Linked DNA regions of Mus musculus: region 1 is linked to region 2. A link is a contact called in public promoter capture Hi-C data. All regions are on one chromosome and are shown on one strand. Each heading gives the region's core, a stretch centred on a gene start, on an enhancer-like site or on the middle of the called end of the contact. The rest is flanking DNA. Distances are from core to core; before and after follow the strand shown.

Region 1 (4,559 bases), core at 1,406-3,905, 2.7 Mb after region 2:
GCGTGCGCGGATCTGGGGACCCCGCGGACCAGGGGCGAGACGGGCTCACCTGCGCGTAGTAGAGCAGCCACAACTCGTAGAGCCGCTCCGAGGCGGCCATGGCCTGACCGGGCTCTGGCCCTGCTGCGCGCCACCTGTCGCCGCCTCCTCCGCGCCGCCCGCCGGTTGCCCCGGGCCAGGCCCATGGGCGGGAGGGCGTCACTCCGGGGCGGAGCGGCGCTACACTGCTGGGGGAAGTCCGCGGCTCCTGACCCTGTCGCACTTAGCCACCAAAGTCTACACGCCCCTCCTCCTCCTCCCGGCCGGCCACCGCCTGGCTTCCTACACTTGGTTGTCTGTGGCAGCGGCCACCGCCCCGCCTCTCCTAGGACTGTCCAAAGGGCGGGGAAGTCAGGCTGGAGGAGGAGCCTGGGGTCAGGGCGGCCCGGGAGGTCGCATGGAGCTCCGCCTCTCGCAGGCGGAGTCCATTCAGAGCCACTGGCAGGATTATTTCCATCCTCCCCAGTGAGGGGCCCGTAAAGGCTTTAACCCGAGTACAGAACCTATCGGGCTTGGAATTATCGCTGTTCAATGAAAGGACTGTGGTTCGCGTGGAGATGACTAGGGTCCTTCAACAATACTAATAATAACCTCGCCCATGACGAACACTTGTGGCACTAACTACGTGCAAGGTTCTGTTTTAAGAGCTTTATGGAAGACAAGTGCTACCTTTTAGTTTCGCCTAGTGTTGAGCTGGATGGAAGGAATCATCAGTCGACTGCAGGACAAACCTACCTGCAGAGGAGCGGCGTCCTTACCAAGTTTAGGATACATACAGTAGCCCACTCCCTCTAGGAATCCTGCCCAGGTGCTCCATTGCTGGGAGCCCCTCCTCCCAGGGCCCGGCACTTGTCAGTCATTTTTTGTTCCTTTGGCCTGAAGGAGGTGGGTGCCTCATGCCGGCTTTAATGAATGAAGAAACTGAGGCTCAGACAAGCCAAATGAGAATTGCAGGGACAGCAGGAACAAGGGATCTAGGCCTGGCTGAGTCATTTCTGGGCCACTGTCACCAACACCCTGTCTGTCCTTTCCTTGTGACTGGACTGTGAAGTGAGGGAGCCCCTGGTGTTGGGTGGGAACCAGCTTCTTTGTTAGGGGTAGGGGAAAGTTTGCTAGGTCCAGATGGCTCCTATTGGTCCTAGGGATCGATCAGTATGAAGCGCCCTATGCATCTTAGTATGAGCTTACCTTTCCTGAGCACAGATACCCTCTATGCCAGGGGCTGGCAGCCACCCCGTCTCCTACTGTAAGGGAAGGTCCCAGACAGAACCAGGTTAACCCAGGATAACACCGAGCTTAGGAAACGGTGACATTTGAAGGGAGCTGTTAGGGAAGATCATTCTCCTTTGGGCCAGCTTTATAACAGAAGCCCCAGACAGGGAGCCACGTTGCTCATGGGCTTGCCATCTCCTGGAAGAGGAGGAGGAGAAGAAAAGAAGCAAACGCATCTGTGACCATCTGCCGCAGTCAAACTCCTTCTTCTCCTTTTGTTTTGTGAGACAAGATTTCTCCATGTAGTCCTGACTATCCTGGAATTCGCTTTGGAAACCAGGCTGGACTCCAACTCAGAAATCCATCCACCTGCCTCTGCCTCTCAAGTGCCGGGATTAAAGTCGTGCGCCACCACGCCCGGCTCCGTCAACCTCTTTTTATACTGGGAGGAGAGAGTAATTCAGTGGCACTTATTCGGCCCTGGTTGCTGTTTGCTCTTTTTTTTGTTGTTGTTTGTTTGTTTTTCGAGACAGGGTTTCCCTGTATAGCCCTGGCTATCCTGGAACTCACTTTGTAGACCAGGCTGGCCTCGAACTCAGAAATCTGCCTGCCTCTGCCTCCCAAGTGCCAGGATTAAAGGCGTGCGCCACCACGCCCGGCTGCTATTTGCTTTTAAGCAGGTAAGGTAGCCTGACTCTGATTATGCTGCAGCTCCCGAAAGAGATGCGAGATCATTCTTGAGTTCAAAGGAAAAGGCCATGTAGCCAGGCCTCGAACTCAGCAGTTCTGGAGCCAGAGAGTGGATAGCAAGGCTTATGCGCAACAACTCATCAGGCGAGTGAGTGCAAGCTGCCACTGGCACTCTGTAGAGAAGGGAGAGGCTGACCTCAGAGTGAGTTGGGAATGAGAGTGGCCAAGGAAGGTTTCTGGGTGTTTGTCTGGTAGTGGTGCGTTAAGACAAGGTTATCTTACGTAGCCCAGACTGAACCCGACCCCATAATTTTGATGCCTCAGCCTCTGAAGTGCTGGAATTACAAACGTGCACCACCTCACCCGGCTCAGGGAATGTTTCTCAAGGCATTCGCTCTTGAAGAATTGGCACAAGTGGATAAGGATGGCTAAATATTCCAAGAGGGCAGTTAGGAGAGGTGGGTGGTGGTTAGGCAAAACCAGAGCAATCGACTCTCTCTATTCTCTTCCTCTCAGGTCTGATTCTATTTGCTTTCTCACAAATTAAGTGTCGGACAAATCGAATCTTAACGCCTTTGCCCACAACCCAGCCGGCTCACTCGCTGTACAGGTGCTCCAGATCAAGGGGCGTGGACTTTTGTATCAACTCAGCATTGATTGGTTCTCAGGGCTTCCGGCTCTCCATTGTCTCCCTTGGATTGGCCGTAAGACATTCTCCTGCTCACTGAGCCTGCGCGAGGCAGAAGTGAAAAGGAGGTGGGGGCCTCCGAAAAGATGGCGGCTGCTCCTGCCGGTGTGGGCCGCCTAGAGGAAGAGGCGCTGCGGCGGAAAGAACGGCTGAAGGCCCTCCGGGAGAAAACCGGGCGCAAGGTGAGGCACGGTGGAGTGAGAGCTGCGGGTATGGCGGCCAGTGCTCTGGGCCAGTGGGAAGGCGGAGGATTACCAGGGAACCACTGAAGCCAAAGTGCGCGTGCGCGTAGCGCATGCGCAGTGGGACGGCGCTGACCTCTGAGATAGGCTCGTTTCTTGAGTGCAGGGGCGGAGCTCGCGCGTGCGCCTTAGGAAGTCGTTTTCGGGCGACAACCCAGATATTTTATCCATCATGGTAGTTGTTGCAAGGCCGGCTTTTAACTACATGTTTGTTGGGCTCGGCGGTTTTTTTGTTTATTTGTTTGTTTAAGTTTTTGATTGGCCCCATTGGCCGTGCCTTCCAACACCTACCACCAGGGCTCCCTTGGGTAGGACAGCTAGTGACCTTTCTGGGTGGACTGCAGGGAAAGAAGGCTGCCGTTTCTTTCCCGTCTTGGCTTACTAGTCCTATTAGTTGCCAGATTCGAAAAACACTTTTCCTTCCTTTCGGTAGCCACCGAAATATGGTCTGGATTCATCCTTACTTGCTGGTCTTTCCAAAGAAATGAAATTCACTACTTGTGTGCAGATTTTGGCTGTGTCTTTCGACACGGTGAGACTTAGGACAAATTGTTTCATGTTCCTAAGCCTGTTTGTTTGTTTTTGTGTTTGTGTTTTCACTTCTCCAGTAGAGGAATAAATAACACAGTCACTTTTGTGGGTTATTTTGCCATATAATAGGGAAAATCAGTGATTGAGGCTTGTTTCACCACACCTGACCTGCAGTAAGTTTTGAAATTAGTCTTAAGTCGTGTACCTAGTTCCTTCTCAAGACCATTTTTTTTTGGCTATTGAAGTTCTTTTGAGAACATCAGCATGGGAAGCTGGAAGATGTTGGCTCTTTGTTACATAGGCAAAAAAACAAAACAAAACCAACCAACCAAACAAACAAACAAAAAACGGTGTCCCTCATTCAACAACAACAAAAAACATTTGGCAGAGGTGGAGGAAATCAGAGACTCCACTTCCGACTTACTAAACAAAAAAAAAAAAAAAAAAAAAAAAAACCGAGATTGGTCAGTCTCGGTTGGCTTTGTTTTCCTTTCGGAATAGCTGCCTACCTTGTAGCATACTATGAGAAAGCGAAAGGGAAGTAGTGAGAGCGACCGACCGCTGGCCCAGCAGGCTTCTGCTTTCCTTGGCAGCCTAGAGACCCATCAGATGACTACCCTCCTGCCCTTCAGACCCAGGGAGGCGCAGGCTTGGCTCTCATCCTCATCTGTCACTCTCTCTGATACTCTTGAGGCAGGTTCTCTCCAGGAGCCGGAAGCTTGTGGTTGGTTGGTCGGTTGGTTGTTTAGGCTACGCTGGCAGCCAACAAGCCCTGTAGATCCTCCTGCCTCTGCCTACCAAGTGTTGGGATTGAGGCTTGTTCCACCACACCCAGCCTGCAGTAAGTTCTGAAATTAGTCTAAATGGTGTACCTTAGCTCCTTCTCCAGGTTGTTTTGGCTATTGAGGTTCCCCTTAAGATTCCACGTGAAGCTAGGGGCGGTGGTGCGTGCTTGTTGTCCCAGCACTTGAGAGACTCAGGCAGGAGGATTGGTGTCCAGCCTTGGAGACACATTGAAAGGAATCCTGTCTCAAAAGAACAAAACAAAAAAGATTCTATCTGAATTTTGGAATGAGTTTTCCTGTTTGTGTAAAGAGCATTGTTGAGATTTTGTAGGGATTGCCTTGAATCTGTAAGTCATTTGGGACAGTGTCATC
Region 2 (4,398 bases), core at 1,250-3,749:
CAGGGTCTCACTGTGTTGCCCTGATTGGCTTGGAACTCTTTTTGTGGACCAGGCTGGCCTGGACTCACAGAGATACCCCTACCTCTGCCTCCTCTGCGCTGGAATTAAAGGCGTGTGCTACCCATACCCAGTAAGACTTGCTTTAAAACTTTTTAAAAATATGATTATTGAGACAAGGTTTCTCTACATAACCTTGAACTATCCTGGAACTCACTGTGTAGACCAGGCCTTGAATTCACAGAGGTCTACCTGCCTCTGCCTTCCAAGTGCTGGGATTAAAGGTGTTCATCACCATTCCAGGCAAAATTTTATTTTAAATACATGGTTTACTTTTGTAGTTTGGGCTGTTTTGGAGCTTGCATGTTTGCCTTGGTCTCCTGAGTGCTGGGATTATAGTCACATGGCTGGTTTGACACTGGTACATTTGTGTACACACAGAGTACAAACTCAGATATCATGTCCCCTCCCTACGTTGAGATAGTGTAGGCTACACAGAGTGGCCTAGGCTGGATGATGGTGAAGCCCAGGATCTGCCTGTCCTCCCCTCTCCAGCACTGGGATGACAGGTGAGGGTCATCTTGCCTAGCTTTTACTTTTCTTAAAATATACTGCAGATTTTGGGGCTCTCTCGGCCGCTCAACATTGCTGGGTTTTGAGGGTCCCAGCAGCCCTCATTGACAGCCTGCCAACTGTGTGGAGAGGTTTTGTTGGGAAGGAGCAGAGAATCTGTGCTTAGCTGTTCCTGGTTCCTGGATTACTGAAAGCCTCTTTCTGATGCTGAGCCCCTGGCTTTGTATCTGTTTCCTCTGAGTCTCTATTGCTTAGCTCTTCCTGTGTGAATCTAAGTTGTTGCACATAGCCAGGGGTTTTGTGACAGCCTGGAGAACAGATTTTACTGTGTGCAGTGCTGACACCATGCTCAACCTGGCGTCATGTTTATCTCCAAGAGATCCTATTGTCTGAATAGAGGGTATGCTTAACCGTATTAGCTTCAAGTTCTCTCTCTCTCTCTCTCTCTCTCTCTCTCTCTCTCTCTCTCGTTTTGCAAGGCAGGATTTCTCTGTGTAGCCCTGACTGTCCTAGAACCTGCTCTGTAGACCAGGCTGGCCTCAAACTCAGAGATCTACCTGCCTCTGCCTCCCAAGTGCTGTGCCTAAAGGCGTGAGCCACCATGGCCCAGCTATTTTCAAGTTATCTCAGTCGTTCCTCTCCTGTCAGCTCTGTGGGCCTAAACCCTATCAGAAAATTGGATAATCTCCATTTTGGAGCAGTTATGGCACCCTAAGTCCAGGAAGAATATGAATGCCCTCTGTGAGGGGAAAAATGACCTGGGCTTTATTATTTTAGAGTCAGGGTCTCATGATGTAGCCCTGGCTGGCCTAGAACACACTATGTAGACCAGGCTATCCTCAAAGTCAAGAGATTGGCTTGCTTCTGCCCCTCAAGAGATTGAAGGTGTATACTGCCATGCTCTGCCTAAGAAAAACTCTAAAAATTAGTTTTATATGTATGTGTGTCTGTATGAATATATGCCACATGTGTGCTGGTGCCCATGAAGAGGGTGTTAGACCCCCCATAAAGCTTTGAGCTGGGTGATGTGGGTGCTAGGAACAGAACCCAGGTTCTCTGTGAGAACAGCAAGTACTCTTAACCACTGAACCATCTCTCTTAATGGGGTGTCTATCAAAAGAAGAGTGTTAGAGACTTCAGTTTCAGCAGCCTGAGCGGCTATAAGTGTTTTTTCCTGAGTACTTGGCTTACTCTAAGAGCTTATTAAGTCTGTTTCTTGTTCATCTTCATTTTATAGACAGAGCAACTAAAGAGAAGCTAAAGCTCAAAGTTCTCAGAGTTAGGGCGTTTTGGTGTGGGACCAGGTGCTGTGATGTATCCTAACCTTGAAGCCAAAAGCCCCGGGTTAGGTGTCTACTTATGGAGAACAAGGGATGGTCATTTTCGGACTCATAGTTTGCCTTGGAGATAGATCATGATAGCCAAGGGCAAAAAGACACTGTGTCACAGGAACTTAACGGTGCTCTGAGGCAAATAAGAGCGATCACTATGTGCTGAGACTTGAGCTGGTTGCAGATTGAATTCTTATGCAAAATAAGCCGGGGAAAGGGGAAGCCGAAATCGAAGAGGTAGCACAGACGGCTGTGCCTCGGGACTGGTGAGAGACAACGCTGGGAGACGCTTAGAAAACACTAACTCCGGAGCTAGAAGAGTAGAAGGACCCATCGCCACCACTTCCTAAGACTGTGTGACCTTGGCTCAGGCTCTTTTCTGCGCCTCAGTTTCCTCACCAGTTAACTAGGGACGATCCCAAGCACAGAGGCAGGGGACAAAGCAAATACCGTACCTATGACATTCCCTAAGTGTGTGCGAGAGGATGATAAACGCTGCCAGCTCAAAACCGAAACGATTGCGCAGGTGAGAAAACGAAGGGCTCTCCAGCATCACCCCCATCGCTGCTAAAAGCTCCACTGCTAGCAAACCTGAGAATGGCGCGCATGCGTCAATTCCTGCCGTCACAGTCACGTGCCCCAGGCATTCTGCACGAGAGGCACGCCCTGACTGACGGAACAGTTGACGAATCAACGCGAAGAACTCCTTCAGGCGTCCCAAGAAGAGGCTATTGATTGGAGATAACCTCAGTTAGGGGCGGGTTCTTTGCTGTCCTTGGTTACTATGACGCCCGGCCCCCGCCCCCTCGGCTGGCCGCCATCTTGTTGTTGATCCGTACCCAGTGGGCAGCGCCAGGAGCTGGACCGAGCGGCCGGTGAGGGGCCGCTGCTGCGGGGCTCAGCCACCAGCGCCGCCTGCCAGGGGGGCGGGCCGAGACCTGGAGGCCCGGGGGGCCCAGCTCCCGTGGGGAGCCTTGGGCGCCCGCTGCCCGAGTCGGGCCGGTGAGTGACAGGAGTCGGGCCAAAAGACCCGCCCGACACCCACGGCGAGGGTGGCGGCGGGCGCGGGGTTGTTGCTGGCGCGCGTAGGTAGGGTCGGGACTTGGGGCGAGCATCACTGGAACATCATTCCAGCATCCTGGTTGGCCTTCCGCCGAGCCTCCCAGATGTTGACACGGAGGCTGGGTGGGCAGCCCGGGTGGAGGTCGGAGAGCCCTGAGCCCTGGGACCGGCCGGCGGGGTACCGGGAAACCTGCCTTTCAGACCGAATCCCTGGGTGCCTGAGAGCCGGCGTGCTGAGACGTGGTTGCTGCCAGCTCGTTCTCCCGGCCGTAACGTTCCTCCAAATCAGCGATAAACGTTACGTCGCTCTTAAGATTTCATACTCCTGCGAGTAAATTTTCAGGCCGCTTGAGACTAAGATGAGACGAAACAGGCCTAAAATGCCTTCTGAGCCAAGGAGGGTGGTATCGGGGCCCTGTGCTTTTGGTAGGGCTATGATCCTCTGCCTGGCATCACCGAGATCCCTCGGCGTCTTCCGTGCTCTTCAGGGCTCACTGTTTACTGCTTCTTGAAGAACCTAGCTAAATGTCCACAGTGGCAGAGTTTTATTTGGGGTATAAGTTGTTTGGTGCTCGACTTGGAGTATGTGGTTTAGGAGGATAAGGATGATGATGATTTGATTAATTTTGTCTCTTAAAGAGACAGTCCGTTAGGAGACGTAGGAGTGTTGGGACTATTAAAAACAAAAACTGAACTAGGGTATGGGAGCTCATGCACTAGGCTGAAGGAGGAGGATTGCCATGGGTTGCGGGCGGGCCAGGCAGAGCTACCTAGCAAGACCCTGTCTGCAGACAAAAGCAGAGCTGAAAGCTGTTGATGCTTGATGAAAACAGCGAGTCAAGCTTAGAGTCAAGATGGAGGCGGGGCTGGCAATCCCCAAAAGAGTATGCAGCTCTAGAAAGGGTCCTGGCTGCTGTAAATCACATTTTTACCCAGGGTCCCTTAGGTTCGCCACACAGGTGTCTTGTATGTTGTCGTCATATGAAACCCACAAAAGACGATTAAGGAGGCCAAGCAGGAGGTGTGCTCGTAATGTCTGTTAGGATCATGCCTCCTCTGAACGTTTAATTTTGGGAGAAACCAGCACCCTGGGCTGGAGATGATACCTTTGGGAGACTGGGCTGAATGCAGCCGGCCGAGGCAGCAAGTTGTGAGGAGAGGGGACTTGAGTAGTATTTATGCATTTCATTGCCCTTTCATCTTTTGAATGACTAATAAAATTTTAGCCTTGGTGAAATAAGTTTCTTGGATAGTTATTAAGGGAGAGAGATGCTAAAGTCTGAATTGCCCCACGACCAGCTCCTAATGCTTCTTTGGGGGGGCTGGGGGGATTAAATGATCCACAGGGTTACTTACATTTTTGCTCTTTTCTGCTAAAATAGCAAACTCTAATCCTCTTACTTCATTTTGGGTATTGGATTTCTTAGTGATATAG

What was found. Promoter capture Hi-C pulls out the DNA fragments that hold promoters and counts their contacts.
Region 1: a contact with region 2 is called in a promoter capture Hi-C map of pre-B cells, with 6 times the contacts expected there. The contact joins the promoter of Ccdc12 here to the promoter of 4930535L15Rik in region 2. A contact is called at or near these places in 2 of 39 promoter capture datasets (cranial neural crest and pre-B cells).

What each region holds. Positions count from the first base shown.
Region 1 is chr9:110,653,848-110,658,406 of GRCm38.p6, forward strand. Ccdc12 (coiled-coil domain containing 12) reads left to right here and starts at 2,656. Exons shown (of 7, transcript NM_028312.3): 1 at 2,656-2,811. The coding sequence starts at 2,716. Nbeal2 (neurobeachin-like 2) reads right to left here and starts at 314. Exons shown (of 54, transcript NM_183276.2): 1 at 50-314. The coding sequence starts at 100.
Region 2 is chr9:107,999,920-108,004,317 of GRCm38.p6, forward strand. 4930535L15Rik (RIKEN cDNA 4930535L15 gene) reads right to left here and starts at 2,500. Exons shown (of 4, transcript NR_166685.1): 1 at 2,357-2,500. It overlaps Ip6k1 (inositol hexaphosphate kinase 1), which reads left to right and starts at 2,729. Exons shown (of 6, transcript NM_013785.2): 1 at 2,729-2,903.